Regions from separate parts of the Zea mays genome. Here region 1 is linked to region 2. A link is a contact called in public Hi-C data. All regions are on one chromosome and are shown on one strand. Each heading gives the region's core, a stretch centred on a gene start, on an enhancer-like site or on the middle of the called end of the contact. The rest is flanking DNA. Distances are from core to core; before and after follow the strand shown. Region 1 holds the start of LOC103644745 (chaperone protein ClpC1, chloroplastic). Region 2 holds the start of LOC100194066.

Region 1 (4,641 bases), core at 767-3,266, 180 kb after region 2:
ACGCGTAGACAGCGAGGGCATGTTTTTTTTGTCCGTGGCCCGCCCGTCCCGCCGAAACCGGCCGGTGTTGGTGTTCCCAAACGAAGCCTTAGTATATTTTGTGCATATTTCATTAAATTCTAAAAGTTTAACTATTTAAAAAACTATATTATTTGTAATGACAACCAGAGACGAACAACACATCGTAGAGACAGAGAGTGACCTGATGCATTGGGCCGATTAACCCTTGGAGATGAAGAGGCAAACCTATCACGTCTCCATCCTCTCCGCTTGTGCCTCGTATGACCGCAGAGACAATTACAATCATATTAAGGGACCATAAATTCAGAGTATTCTTAATTGCAACTTTAGGTTACATATAGCTCTAATGTCTCTCAAAATAAATAACTCACTCGAATATTTATTGAAGCAAAATATGTGAGGACAATGTTTAGATCCACATTTTTCAATATACCCTTGTCCATATAACATGTAGCTATACAATTTAATCTTTCATGCCACATAGTTGATTTTAATAGTTTTTCAATAAGTTCATCTTTGATAAACTTCTTTTAGCTGAGGCAGTGGACATTGACGACTCGTCATGAATTATGGTCGCCCTGTTATTCCCATATGTGGAGAACTAGTTGGGTGCCCGTGCGTTGCTACGGAATCTTGAACATATCAGTTCTATTGTCATAAACAAGTGATGGATGTCCTCATCGTTAGCCATTTGCTACAGATTCTAGAGCAAAAAACAAGAAGAGGAGACAAAAGGTAAAATCAGTAACAAAATATTTATCTCAAAAGGAAACAACATAATGCTTGGTATTAACCAGATCGACGTAGCTAGAGAGGTGGGAGCGGATCGGCGGTGTGCCAAACAATAGTATACCTTCTCAAAATCTTGGCCACGTACAGCCTTATTTTTCTGCTTGCTTATCTGCCGCAGCTCTTTGTCCAGCTCTTTGGCTTCATCAGGGAGCTGTAACACTAATGCTCAAAATCAGCAGGAACAATGCAGCAAATGTTTGTAGTCTGAAAAATCATCGCTTAATACCTGCGCATGCCTCAGCCTAACACGAGATCCAGCTTCATCAATCAAGTCAATGGCTTTGTCAGGCAGAAAACGATCGCTGAAAGAAATAAAAGCAATATAAATTCCCATTTATATCACAACCAAATGATTGGCCTGCTTGATAAAAAAACAAATGACATTTCTTTAGAAAGTAACAAAGGATACACTATTTTCTAATAAAACTAAACTACCCACCATCCATCCCTCTTTGTTCAGATATAATCAATTAATCATAATATTTGAGTGGCTCAAAAAATGTACATTGATACTGAAGGTGGCAAATATAAGTTGCTCAAAATCCAAACTGATAATTCAAATTAGCATTTTGGTAACATATTATCAATAAAAATGTATAACAAAACCATTGCCAAGTTCATGTGACTTCTTAAAAAGGTAAAATTTAAGTAGATATATAACATACTACTTAAAAACTTGGTGATTTGCAAACCTGATATACTGATAAGACAGTTGTGCAGCAGCAATTAAAGCATCATCTGTGTATCTCAGTTTGTGATGAAGTTCATATCTCTCATGAAGTCCTCTTAAGATCTGTATTGTTTCATCCACAGTAGGCTCTGGAACCTTAACTGGTTGAAACCTTCTTTCCAAGGCAGGATCTTTCTCTATATGCTTCCTATACCCATCCAGTGTTGTGGCACCAGTGCACTACACAGATAAAATCACCAGCAATGTGGTTATTTTGGGAAAATTACAAAACGCTGGCTTCAAAATATTAGCAGCATCAATTGCACCTTCTGCTGCACCTGCTCCAATCAGTGTGTGCACTTAATCAATAAAGAGAATAATGTCTTCATTTTGCTTAATTTCCTCCATAAGTTTCTTTAGTCTCACTTCAAACTCTCCACGGTATTTAGTTCCAGCAACAAGGAGCCCCGTCCACGTGACCTGCTCTGCCGCCGATCCGACTGGGGAAACGCTCCAAAAAGCAAGGAACCCCATTCCGCTAGTGCACTGTGCTTTTCAGTTACAGACTTACAGCTGGTTTAGGGTCTGAGCGCATGGTTTAGTTAGGCCAGCTAATAATGCAGGAAATCACCAGATAATACAAACGGTTGTGGTTCCGTGGGATACTTGTTCTTCAGCACAACCACCAAGCATATCTTTTCAATGGATAACCAAAGTCACGACCGACCTGAAAACGGGCACACACCACACCTTTCTTTCTTCCTTTGCTCACTGCAGTGGGTTGCTTGTTTCAGAAGCAGGTAACAGTAACCACCCACAAAACAAAACAATAGCGACTGGGGGTCACAGAGGCAGACAACACATCCTGCCTTCGCACCAGCTAGTTCTCGGAGGATCACTTGGGATGGGAGAGCATTAGGCCAGCGTGTTTGTCGGGGATCCTCCGATCATACATTAGCCTAAGCACTAATTAGTGCCCAGGCGAGAGATCGCTGTTAGAGAGTTGGGAGGCAGTGACAGGCCATTTCTCCATGTTGCTTATGGAGGAAAAAGAGCAGAGCAGAGCAGGTCTGGTCTGGCCAGCAGACGGAGGAGGGGACTGGGGGATTGGCGTTCGAGAATGAGATCCAGCGAGTTGCTTCGCTTCTTGTTCTCAGCTCAAGTCCACCCGTGTTACGGACATCTCTTGTGCCCGTTTTCAGGTCGAATTTCGATCGAACAACTGCGGAAAGAACACCATGAAGAGACAAGAGCTGGGATGGTGGGAGGGAGGGAGAAGAGGGGAGGGGAAGGGATCGGACCAGGTTCGAGGAGGACACCGACGACGAGGAAGGTGCAGCGTGGCGGCGTGGAACTCATTGGTGCGGCCACCGGCTGACGGGCGAGACGGCGCCGCATCGCCTCCTCCGTTTCTAGGCCAAAAAGAGCGCGTCGGAGGCCCTAATGTTGAGCGCGACGGCGATGACGTCCTCCAGCATCCTCGCGGGCGTCGTCGTGTGCGGGTCCCCCTGCGCGCTCGCCTATAGCTCCCCCTGCACGCTCGCTTACAGAAGCCCCCTTGTGGCGGCCGAGGAAGGTCGTCCGTGGCGGCGGCAGGGGATGGATGACGATGGGCGGGAGGACATCTGCAGAGCAAGTTTGTAGATGTGGGGCGGGCGGACGCGGGAATCACGGCTGGCATCGCGCGGCGCGACGGGGAGGGGGGAGAACGCCGGCAATCCTGGGGGAGGCAGGCCAAATCGGTGGGTGCGAGAACGCCGACAATATCGGGCTTGCGAGTTGCGGGGAGAGGGGCGTCGGGCGGAGCCATGGTGTCGTCCGTGGTCGCACCAATTAATAACAGACGACCTTCCACGCGCCATTGAAGGAAGGCCTCGGGCGGGATGCGGCGTTGATTAGTGGCCGCGGGCGGGATGATTGGTGCGCTATTGAAGGAAGGCCGCGGGCGGGGTGATTGGTGCGCCATTAAAGGAAGGTCGCGGGTGGGGTGCGCCATTGAAGGAAGGCTGCGGGCGGGATGCCGCCGCGGCCGGGTGCGCCATCGCTGTGGCAGAACGTGCACCACTGTGCACGCCTACAGTAGATACTTAAGTAGTAGTAGAGATTAGAAAAAAGAAATAGGCCTCCAGTCCCCGGTGCTTAGGCCTTACTTATATTTAAAAAACCAATTTAATGCAAATGCCTAGGGCCATCCCTTGCACGAGGCAAGAGGACCGACCGCACATGGCCTCTAAATTTTGGGGGCCCAAATTTTTAGGCACAATTTTTTGGCTATAAAGTTTGGATAATTATTTTACCCATTATTGATCAAGCTGTTTCCTTATTGACTACAAGGTTTAAACAACGATACAAGAAAATGTTTAGATTTTTTATTTATTACACATAATTTGTGTTCTTTAGATGACAAGAGTTTTATGTTTACTTGTACTCAACTTAAGATGGTTCTAGAGAATGACCAACATTCTGATGTGGATGGCAAAAGCTTGTATATAGAGTTTCTTCAAGAGTACGAGGAGAAGAAAAATCAGAGCCAAAGCCCAGAGCTGCCGATATGGAGACAGAGACAGATAGTACTAATTGCGTAGGAGTACACACTTGATATTATTACTGATTAATAAACACTGATGAACGTACAACCATGTGGCACGCAAAACCCACCGAACGCTTGGCACTGGCAGGAACGACCTGGATCGGAGGTGCACGGAAAATGGTCGGCGTAGAACTGTTCGAGATACAGTCAGAATTCTCGAGAAACCCTCGGACCTCCCTGCAACCGCAAAATGGAGCGCATATACGTGCAGGCGTGCAGCCGGATGAGGTGTCCCAAGTCACCCAACGATTTTTTTATTTGAAAGGGAGAGTCACCCAAAGATTGTTGTCCATACTTCAGTTTACGAGCAGTTTTTTTTTTATTAACAGCTCCTTTTACAGCTAGTGCAGGTGCAGATATATGGACTACACCGTATTTTCTGAGTACAAGACAAGTGCTGCAGATATATGCCGCGGACTTTCCAGTCTGTCATGAGCTGCTCCCTACGACTCCTGCGTCCTACCAGCCCCCGTCGCGTACCCTACGAGTCGCGGCCCATGGACCCAGCCGCTGACGCGTGGCCTCGTAGGCGCCAGACAGCCGCGCGGTGCATGGACCGCGTTCACGG
Region 2 (4,779 bases), core at 2,091-4,590:
GGGAGGGACGGAGCTGTTGCTGCGTCACGATTTGCCCCTTCCCGAGATCGCCGCCTTCCACACAGGCTTCATCCACACCCAGTTGCATCCCCCCGCCGACCAAGCCCCAGCCGACGCCGCTTTTACTTGTTCGGTGCCGAGCACGAAGGAGAAGCAACTGACACCGAGGCGAAGGTTTCGGGAGGGGAGGCTATTCTTTTTCCTGTTCGACGACTGTGTGGGGTTAGGGAGGAAGCCGACTGTCTTGCGGGGAAGGTGCGGCCACGGTGTGCGGTTAGCGTGGGCACGGACGACTGTGGCTCACGCGGAGGGGGAGACGAGCGAGGGGGATCTGGGGGCGACGCACGCGGGCGGGGTAGGGTCATAGGATGACGATCCAGGTAGCAGCAACAGGACAGACGGTTCAGATTTACAGAAGGCAGAACAAGGGAAGGCAGGCTACCCTTGCAGCCTTAATATAGTAGTATAGATTGGTAGAAGGTTTTTTTAACGATGCAGTCATTGCACAGCTCTAGCAACTTAATAGAAACATTAAGTTTTCTTTTGGTCAAATTTGTTGCCTTATCTTTAATTATTTTGTATTAAATTTGTTTTAATTTTGGGCTTTGATGTGAATTCCAGGCTAGAATTGATTTTCAAATATATTGTAATTTTGGTCCTCCCAAAATAAGTTTGGTACGTTTAAGCATCCACATGCCAGGCCATAGACCAAGGACTAAGCCCATGACTGATTCGGCACGACCCATAATAATTACGAACCGTGCTGAACCAAAAATTCAAACGTGTCGAATCTTTTCAGACTTGGATCGAGCCAGATCGAGCGGGGCCAAATGTACACCAATATGCGTATTGCCGGGAAACAAAGGAGCGGGTCCTTCCACATCGAACTAAAGTCGCACGCTCATCCAATGTCGTGCAATAGTCTTCAATAGGAACACTGAAATCTGGTTTCAAAGCATCGCTTATAGGTACGGGCCTGATGGACTGACCTAAAGCACGGGAAAAATACAACCCAGACGATTCGAAAAATTTTAGTGCTAGACTAGGTTTGGGCCACGGGCGGGCACGTGCACGACCCATTTAAGACAGTCACAGAATAGCTCGTATAGAGGCAAAAAAGACTCATATATTCATTAAAACCACACTTAATTCCACGGTTTCATGTGCTTGATAAAGAATACAAAGTTAGAGATGATTCTAGTTAGATGTTTTTTTTTGCAGCTTTGAATTAGAGTATGTGATGCAATTTTACTTTTGTTATGAACATTAGACCATGAACTGAACCTACGAACTCTGTATGGACCTGGTTATGCTTTTTTTCTTCTAACAAAAGGATTTTTTTAACAAGGTGGTCATTGCATAGCTCGAATAACTTAATAGAAATATTAAGTTTTCTTTTGTTAAATTTATGTCTTTTTTATTAAATTTGCTTTAAATTTTGGGCTCTAATACGAATTTTAGGCTAGAAATTGATTTGCGGACCCAGAAATTGAATTTTGGGTTAAAAATTGGATTTCAGGTATTTTATAATTTCGATCCGCTCGAAATAAGACTGACACGTTTAAGTAATTAACTGTCAGGGTATAGGCTGAGGGCTAGGCCCGACACGGCTCAAAATAAATACGGACCGGGTCAGCTAGAACTTATAATTTGTGATGGTATTGTAATTTATAATTTTTGATGGTGTATAGGCGGTTCGGTTTAGATTTTGATGGCACTGAGAGGATTTTTCTGATAGACGCTGATGTGTCCCCAGACTCGGAGGGACGTTGTAGGCCATCCCCTGCTTGGCTCGGGTCGTCGTCGTCGTGCGCATCCGCCTTGCCGTTTAGGCCACCACGAAAACAAGCTGGGCCGCCGTGCCCGTGCCGCGGAAACAACGCGCCAAGGAGGGCCACTTCTGTTTCTCTGCTCCTTTGCCCCCTCCTTCCTGCCTTCCCGTCCCGCTGCGTGGCGTCTGCCGTCTCCGTCTGGCGTGGCTCGGTACGGGTAGCGGGGTAGGTAGGCTAGGCCGAACGCAGTCTCGCACCGCGCCGGCATCCGAATCCGACGCACACAATAATATGCACGGATCGGACGGGAGCGTGCGGCCGTGACAACTGTGTCCGTCACACTTACACATGGGTCGCGCCAGTACAGTGCACAGCACAGCTTGCAAGCGCGTCCCGGGACCATGTGATAGTAGTTATTAACGTGCGTTTCGTTTCCAAATAAAATTATATCCACTTTTTCGTGTGACCGCAAATGAAAAGCACGTCCCCCATTTTATAAAGTTATTTATCTATTTAAAATGCAATACCTTTTTAAAGTAAGCGTTTATTTTGGGTTCTGTTTGTACCATTGTGTGTTCATTATGTTGAGATCTATAAAAGTAGGTCCACAGTGCCTATGTTTTGAAGCAGTTTAAATGTGATTATAAAGTTTTGTATGGTACATTTTTTTTGAAATATGATAGTAACTATAAAGTCCTAGAACCAGGTGTGTCCAAAGTTTCGAATCACAAAAATCTCATTTTAGATGTACAGAGTTTTGGATGTTAGGGTGAAATTGGAATAGACTAATACTACCCCCTTCTTAAATATATGACGCCGTTAACTGTTTTTTTTTAAAACTTTGACTACTCGTCTTATTCGAAAAAATTGTGAATTATCATTTATTTTGTTATGATTTATTTTATCACTTAAGGTTTCTGAGCATGATTTAAAATTTTACATTTTTGAATAAATATTTTAAATAAAACGAGTGTCAAAGTTTTTTTTAAAAAAAAGTGAATGGCCTTATTTATTTAAGAAGGGATGGAGTTTAAACTTCCTGAATTTAGGTGCGAAGTTTTAGATTATCTAAGATGCAATATAAAAATTCATGGATCTGTTGGCCCAAGCATTTCCACGTTTATTTATGGTTGACAGGTAATAATAGATCACAATTTAATAGAAGAAATGATTTACGTCTATTACTTGTGCATTAATAATTATACTCCACATTTAACTGTGCCTGTATGTCGCTCCGCATTTAACCGGGTCAGGGCGCAACTCATGCGTCGCTATGAGCGTACGTACAAGCGCGGAGTAATAGAGTCGGTTCCGGTGCCGCGTGCGGCGTGCCTGCCCGAGCCGTGAAGCCGTGTCGCGCCGACAAGTTGGGTCACGGCCAGCTCGCCCCCTGACCTTCCGCCTCCCTGCCAGGTGCCAGCTCGCACAGTTGCACACCCACAAAACGCGCCGGAGACAACGCACGTAACTGCCGAGAAGCCGAAGTCCGAACGCCGCCCACCGGCATCCGCCAAGTGCGGCCGTTTATATACTTGCACGCCTCCCCTCCCCTCCAGCCTCCCCTTGCACGACGTCTCCACCACTACACCACACCTCAAGTCCACAACACCACCAGCCTCGTCTCAGCCGCTTCAGCATACCACACCGCACGCAAACCCACCGCGCGCTACGACCACCACCGTCACCATGGCCGCCGCGCGCTACGACGTGGAGAAGGGCGGGAGGAATAACGGGGATGGGAAGCCTTCGCCGCCGCCGCCGGGCCACCTGTACCCGCAGCGCGACGGGGAGAGGGAGTGGGTGCCGTGGTTGGTGCCGCTCGTCGTGGCCGTCAACATCGTGCTCTTCGCCGTGGCGATGTACGTCAACAACTGCCCGGCCCACGCCGCCTCGTCTCGCCGCGGCGGCGCCGGATCATGCGTCGCCCGCGGGTTCCTCCACCGCTTCTCGTTCCAGCCGCTCAGCGAGAACCCGCTCCTCGGGCCCTCGTCGGCCACGTGAGTGCTCAAGGCCCCCTAGATCCGTTTCCTGCCTTTTCTTCAGTTATCAGTGTTGCGCATCTTCTCCGTTAGATCGGTCGGTATCACATAGATAGAGAAAAAAGATTCCATAACCGACTCCGCCCTAGTATCTCTGATTGTTCTTCCATTCAAGGATTACAAGTTTATTTTTCCCACAGTAAACGCTACTCGAAATTGTTCGCATGCCATGTGTACGATTTCTCATATCAGACCACCGCCACCTTCTTCCCCGCAGGCTGCAGAAGCTGGGAGCGCTTGTATGGGACAAAGTTGTGCGGGAGCACCAGGGGTGGAGGCTCGTCACCTGCATCTGGCTGCACGCCGGTGTTGCCCACCTCCTGGCCAACATGATCAGCCTCGTGCTCATCGGGCTCAGACTGGAGCAACAGTTTGGATACGGTAATGCGCAGCTAGCTGTAGGAACTTATTAACCTACTCATCCCCACCCAGTATGGCCGGATCATGTACTAGGAGGGCTTTATCTGATCTGGATGTGCGTTCCCGTTTTCGTTGCAGTGAGAGTTGGCATCATCTACCTTGTCTCTGGCGTCGGAGGCAGCGTGCTTTCGTCTCTGTTCATCAGGAACAACATCTCTGTCGGCGCTTCCGGAGCTCTGTTCGGGCTCCTTGGGGCCATGCTGTCGGAGCTCTTCACCAACTGGACCATCTATGCAAACAAGGTGATGCATAGCTTCCCTCCTCGGTCCTAAACATCGCAATGTGGATCTTTGGGCAGAAAATGTGGGTTGGGAATTAAATCGCAGCTCACTGAAGTTGTAACGTCCAATCTGCAGGCTGCAGCCCTGGTGACCCTGCTGGTCGTCATCGCCATCAACCTCGCCATCGGCATCCTCCCGCACGTCGACAACTTCGCGCACATCGGAGGGTTCCTCACCGGCTTCCTCCTCGGGTTCGTCTTACTGATGCGCCCGCACTACGGCTGGATGCAGCGCTACGCCCTGCCCTCCGACGTCAAGTACACCACC

What was found. Hi-C and Micro-C count contacts between places; a contact is called where the count stands out from the background.
Region 1: a Hi-C map of ear shows a contact between it and region 2, with 3 times the contacts expected there. The contact joins the promoter of LOC103644745 here to the promoter of LOC100194066 in region 2. A contact is called at or near these places in 4 of 25 Hi-C or Micro-C datasets (bundle sheath, ear, endosperm and 1 more).

What each region holds. Positions count from the first base shown.
Region 1 is chr1:81,285,378-81,290,018 of Zm-B73-REFERENCE-NAM-5.0, forward strand. It overlaps LOC103644745 (chaperone protein ClpC1, chloroplastic), which reads right to left and starts at 2,017. Exons shown (of 5, transcript XM_008667903.1): 1 at 1,910-2,017; 2 at 1,810-1,821; 3 at 1,506-1,723; 4 at 1,040-1,115; 5 at 375-964. The coding sequence starts at 2,017. The coding sequence ends at 725.
Region 2 is chr1:81,099,601-81,104,379 of Zm-B73-REFERENCE-NAM-5.0, forward strand. It overlaps LOC100194066, which reads left to right and starts at 3,341. Exons shown (of 5, transcript NM_001358900.1): 1 at 3,341-3,769; 2 at 4,029-4,192; 3 at 4,310-4,473; 4 at 4,588-4,779. The coding sequence starts at 3,459.